2 separate regions of the Cyprinus carpio genome follow, and region 1 is linked to region 2. The links are chromatin contacts, called in public Hi-C maps. All regions are on one chromosome and are shown on one strand. The core of a region is the stretch at or near the end of the contact, and the rest is flanking DNA. Distances in the headings are between cores, read along the strand shown. Region 1 holds the start of LOC109095197 (F-box only protein 4-like). Region 2 has its middle 9.1 kb from the start of LOC109095238.

The links. A called contact is a pair of places that touch in the nucleus more often than the background predicts.
Region 1: a contact with region 2 is called in a Hi-C map of skeletal muscle, with 6 times the contacts expected there. The contact joins the promoter of LOC109095197 here to the enhancer-like site in region 2. A contact is called at or near these places in 3 of 8 Hi-C or Micro-C datasets (liver and skeletal muscle).

Annotation. Positions count from the first base shown.
Region 1 is chrA8:15,409,543-15,412,405 of ASM1834038v1, reverse strand. It overlaps LOC109095197 (F-box only protein 4-like), which reads left to right and starts at 1,457. Exons shown (of 7, transcript XM_042762470.1): 1 at 1,457-2,281. The coding sequence starts at 2,141. It overlaps LOC109095200 (UPF0600 protein C5orf51 homolog), which reads left to right. Exons shown (of 6, transcript XM_019108883.2): 6 at 283-1,129. The coding sequence ends at 518.
Region 2 is chrA8:15,314,685-15,317,458 of ASM1834038v1, reverse strand. No RefSeq gene overlaps it. Among protein-coding and RNA genes, the nearest start is that of LOC109095238, 9.1 kb to the right of the region's middle. Within about 2 kb of position 1,433, at least 1 of the 8 cell types and tissues checked has an H3K27ac peak or open chromatin away from gene starts, as enhancers often do. A contact at or near this core is called in skeletal muscle, where this site is marked.

The sequences.
Region 1 (2,863 bases), core at 208-2,707, 95 kb before region 2:
TTTACTGAAGTTCATTATAATTAACATTTGCTATATAATAATAAATGATCTGCAAAGTTCTATGAAGTCATATAGCTTGTCTGGAAGGAGGCAATTGAAGTTCATTGTAAACTTTGAGGTTAATGTGCCCACGAGATGCTTAGTTTTATTTATTAATTCATCTTAAAATCAAGCATAACGTTATTTTTAAAGAATATGATTTTTACTAATCAAAATAAAATGTTTGGTGTGTGTGTGTTTATATTCTTTTCAAAACTGACAAATGTATTTTTTCCCCTCTAGGTATCTTTTCTGATACTCACTTGCTTACAATGATGTACATTGGTGAGATGTGTTTCTGGGCAGTGAAATATGAGGACTGCAGCATGGACACCACAGAGCGCAAAGAGGACAGGCTTCATTTCCGAGATATTGGCACACAAATCCTCCATAAGTATGTGCTGGCATGCGAGGGGCCACTTCAGGGTCAGGGCTGGAACACAGAGAATGCCAAGGAGATCCTTAGCATTTTACAGTAAACCTGGAGAGAGCTTTTAGGAGAGGAGATTCACAAAAATGTAATTGTTCTGAAACTAGCAAAAAACAAAAAGATTTAAAAAGAAAAATACAGGAAAAAAAGGCACTTATCTTCCGGTCCAGATTTGTTTTCTGGATGTGTGTTTTTGCCGAGAATGTGGAATAATACTTCTAATGTAAAATATAAACAAATAACTATTTGTTTAAGAAAAAAAATTCCAACCAAGAAACATCGCAACTTTTTATTTATTTTAATTTTAATTATTTATTTTCAATTCATTACATTTATAAATGTCATTTATATATGTTAAAAGAAATGGTACAAAGGAGAGGAAAATGCAGGTATATGTTGCATATTAAAGTATTTGTGACCATTTTTAAGTATGGATCTTTTCTTTTTAATAACATCTTTGTATATGACACCTCTTCTGCTCGCTTATTAAAAGTTGCATCTTTATTTCTTTCATTGACCAGATGTTAAGAGATGGGAATTTGGATATTTTGATAGTATACTTTTAAAAAGCTAAACTTTTTGGTCATATTCTTTTTAAAATGAAGTTCATTTTTTGGTTTTTATGTCTTCATTGAAATAAATTTTGGGTTAAGAAATGTTGAAATGTTAACATGTGCGTGATATTTTGGTTTCACATATTTGAAAGGTTGGTACATATTCAAAAGGTTGGAGATGCAGGATACTGGTTCAAAAGTCTTTTATACTCTTGTTGCTAACCTTTTAATGTATAGAAAAAACGAGCATCCTTGATTAAAAAATCAGATTGAAACAAAAACAAATTATGATTATGCATTATGTAGTATTCATTAGAATTTTATATATATATATATATATATATATATATATATATATATATGTGTATATATATATATATATATTAAATCATCTTACCACCTTACATTTCTATCATTTTATGGGGTCAATGGCTACACTACATAATGTTAGTGGCCTTTAAAATCATTTTGTTAATGTTAAATCAACAATAAATCATATGCTTATCCAAAGTAAACTCTCACACAGAAGATAAATTATTGTTTTCTGCAAAGTTGTGACACTAAGTACAATCTATAAGTTACTGGGGTACTAGAAGAACCATTTTTAAGTACGTTAACTGCTTCACAGTATGTCCTTATGAAGGGCTAGGATTGATACTTCACACAAATTAAGGAATAATATTCAATTTGTGTTTTAAATGGTAGATAGTAAATTTACAAATTTGAAAAATATAGTTTGTAGAATTATTAAATTGATAACGTGTACTTTTATTTTATTTTTAGGTGTCACTCCTAGTCCTCCATATGTCCTCCCAAAAGCTGAACATGATAGACCTTGCGAGTTTGGCAGTGTCGATTTCCAAAACTACAGTTCCCACAATGCAGTAGCCTACTTCGCGTGACGTTCCATACACGCCTATGATGAAAACACGAGAGACGTGTAACTTTGACAGTTCCGGGAAAATCCACAGGAATACTTCATAACTGAAATCGTGATTAACAGTTAGCTGACATGTCATGTATTGAATTAAAGGCTAATCTATTAACGTTTTTGCTCTATTAAAAAGTTACATGTAGAAATCTTTCTAAGAAATATTTTTGACAAATAAGTGTTAGTATGCTGAGCCGATCTATAGTCGTGCAAAGTCTCAGGAGTATTAGAGATAGGTTTTTTGATAGAAGACGACAAAGAAATGAGGAAAGTGATGGTCAGGGGTCAAGTAATGAAGCCACGGGCCCCTCTCTGGATAACCTGTCGGTAAGGCACGACTCTTTATTTCATATTTATAAAAATTTCATATTAAGTTATTTACCTGACGTTTTATTGAAAGTACAGATTAAGGCTATGTTGCGAGTGGAATACTAGCTTACTATGTACTAACAACTGCACAGTATACACTGTATACTTCTTACTGAAAGGCCTTATATTAACAATATACATTAGGCTGCTACATTTATATCATCTTGCTTATTTAATTTGAATGGAGCCCAGTGCTCAATTTGTAGTTGTGTAATTATTTTGTATTTTACCTCCATTTTTTATTTTATTTTTTTAATTTGGTACTCTGATCAAATAATGAAACGGGAAACAGAAATGTGAAAAATAACAGCTGCTATTACTTCCAGTTCATATATGACACAAATGCATTGAATTGTGGGATTCATTATTGTAAACAGGATAAGGGATGCTGTTATTTCCAGTTCATATATGACACAAATGCATTGAATTGTGGGATTCATTATTGTAAACTTTAAACTGCATCATTTTATAGGATTTATTTGTGGGATTCATTGTTTTGTGGGGTTAGTTTTTTTGTTTAGTAATCATTTTTGTTTAATT
Region 2 (2,774 bases), core at 184-2,683:
GAACAATATTTAATGTATCTGCATAACTATAAGGGTAGGTTTAGGGTTGTGGTAGGTGTAACGTTAGACGTTAATAAACCATAACTTTACAGGTAGCATTTTTCGTTGTTGAATTGTGCTACCCACTGTTTTAATGGGAGGTTGCAAAATCTGACAGGGTAGGACAAATCCACAGAACACCGGGCCTGCAACCCACAGAAAATCGGAGGGAAATCGTTGCAAAAATCGTGCAGTTAAAAGTTATTCCAGCCTTCAGTCTGCAATTTAGAGGCTCGTATGCTGTCCTGCTATTAATACTGCAAGTCATTTTCAGAAAAGGTATTTGCGTGGCAGCGTTTAAAATGCTCATTTCTCCTTCACTTTCTCTTTACCTGTGTTTTCTGCCAGGAGACTATGTTTAAGTTGCACGCGCATGGCAAGAGACATCTGTGTGTCTAACCGGATCTAAAAGGAAACGCTGCAGAGAGCAGCGGGTCTGGGAGAAAAATGCTGGAGAGGCTCTCAAAGGGAAAGCAACGTGGACGAAAGATGAATCAGTGCGCGCGCGCCATCTGTCGGTGAACTTCGGAATGACATAAAACAGTAGAACGAACAGTAACAGGTTTGAACAGGTTTCATATCGTTATATTTTCCCTTTAAAAATGTATGGTGAATTCAGTTTGCTAATGACTGAAACGATTAAATGTATAATTAAAATATAATACTTTCATAAATATATCTAAATAAAATATGAAATATATAATAAAATACGTTGAAAATTATAAAATATTATTATAATATTTAGGTTACACTTTATTTAAGGTGTCATAGTTGCAATGTAATTACCCAAGTACTAAGTACAACGTGTACTTATAGGGTTAGGGTTATCTGTTATTAATAAAGTGTTACCAATAGTTGCTTAACTATTAAAAAAAACGGTATATTATATATTATAAATTAATTCATAATAAAAGCATGCATTTATAAGCCATCTATTAAATAAAAAAAAAAATGAAAATAATTTTTAGGTAATAATTCATGAATAAAATCATTAATTCAAGAATAAAACATGATTATTTAATCATGTAATTAATATTTACATGATTAAATAATCATATTTTATTCTTGGGAGGTTCCTGGGCACCACCATCTCTCAGGACCTGAAATGGGACACTCACATTACTAAAAAAAACCCAGCACAGGCTGTACTTCCTTCACCAACTGTGGAGATCAAGTTGCCACAGTAGCTGCTGAAACAGTTGGCCATCATTAAGTCCATCCTGTGTTTATCCATCCATTTGGTTCAGCTACCAGATCAGACATCAAGAGACTACAACAGACAGTCAGGACTGCTGAGAGGATTATTGGTTCCCCCCTGCCCAACCTCCAAGATCTTTACACTTCCAGATTGAGGAAAATGGCTAAGAAACTCACTTTGGACCCCACACACCCAGTCCACTCTCTCTTTCATCTGTTGCCCTCTGGTCAGCGCTACAGAGCACCGACCACCAGAACAGTCAGGCACAAGAACAGCAAATTCATAACTATACATTGCCCATTATAACTGACACATTTATACATAGCATCTGAAAAAAGTGTAAACTACATAAACTGTACACTTGTAAATAACATATCTGTACATTCATCAAAACAATTATGTTTTTTCTCCAAATTTCTAGTTCTGTATTATATTGAATTATTACATTTTCTGTTTTACATATTAGTGTTAAAACAAATAATTGTATGTTATAAATTAATTTATAATAACGTATTTATAAGTAATCAAATTAAATGAATACATTGAATTAAAATACATTAATAAATAAATTAACTTAAGTTATCAGTCAAAATGTACAATTTCAAATTACTTGTTGGATGTTTTGTGTCTGTTGCACATATGTTATGTATAAAAATCAAAGTAAAGTTCACTCACAGTTCACAGATAATGAGTGAGTAGAGGTTGTTTTTTTTTAAAAAAACTTTATTTGAATTTATCTGAGTAACATCTCTCTCTCTCTCTCTCTCTCTCTCTCTCTCTCTCTCTCTCTCTTCCAGAAAACCTTCATTAAGTATGTAAAATGTTTCAAACAATCTTTCCCAATATACCAATGGCCTAACCTTTTTCCAGTTACTCCCTTGGATACAAATTCCACTCTAATAAATGTGTAGTAAAAATGACAGTTTTGTGCATTTCCCTATGATCCATTAATATTTGTGTAATGCCAAGTATGAAATGCATTTTACAATCCCCTTACAACATCTGTTCTAGAAGAACTAAAAGAAAACAGATATAGATTCTGAAGTAGTGCATTACAGAGTTTGGTTCTTAAGAAAAAACTTTTAAGATCATAATCTATCCACCTACTTTACCACCCCCATCTCCAAACAGCAAACCTAAAACATCTTTCTGAATACCAGAACAATAATAATACAAAAAAAAAAAAAAAAAAGATTTTAATACCACAGATGTTCATATAGTATAGCTTTGGGTATAGCAAGGGTTACAGGATGTTACATGACCTTTGCCCTCTGCTCTATGTGGCCTAACATCAAACAGGCACCACTAGCGCATAGTTTCTGCACCTGCTTTCATAAAGGCCACATAAAGCATCTAGAGGTGAAAAGACACTAACATGATGAACCTAACACACTCTCAGAAGCAAACAGACACTGGAAGTTTATTTGTTATATTACAGATAATAAAAAAAAAATCCAAATCTAGTGCACATGTAGTCATTTAGATGTATCTGAATTATTTATCTTTCTTCTAACAATAACCAATTAGCAAATTTTTC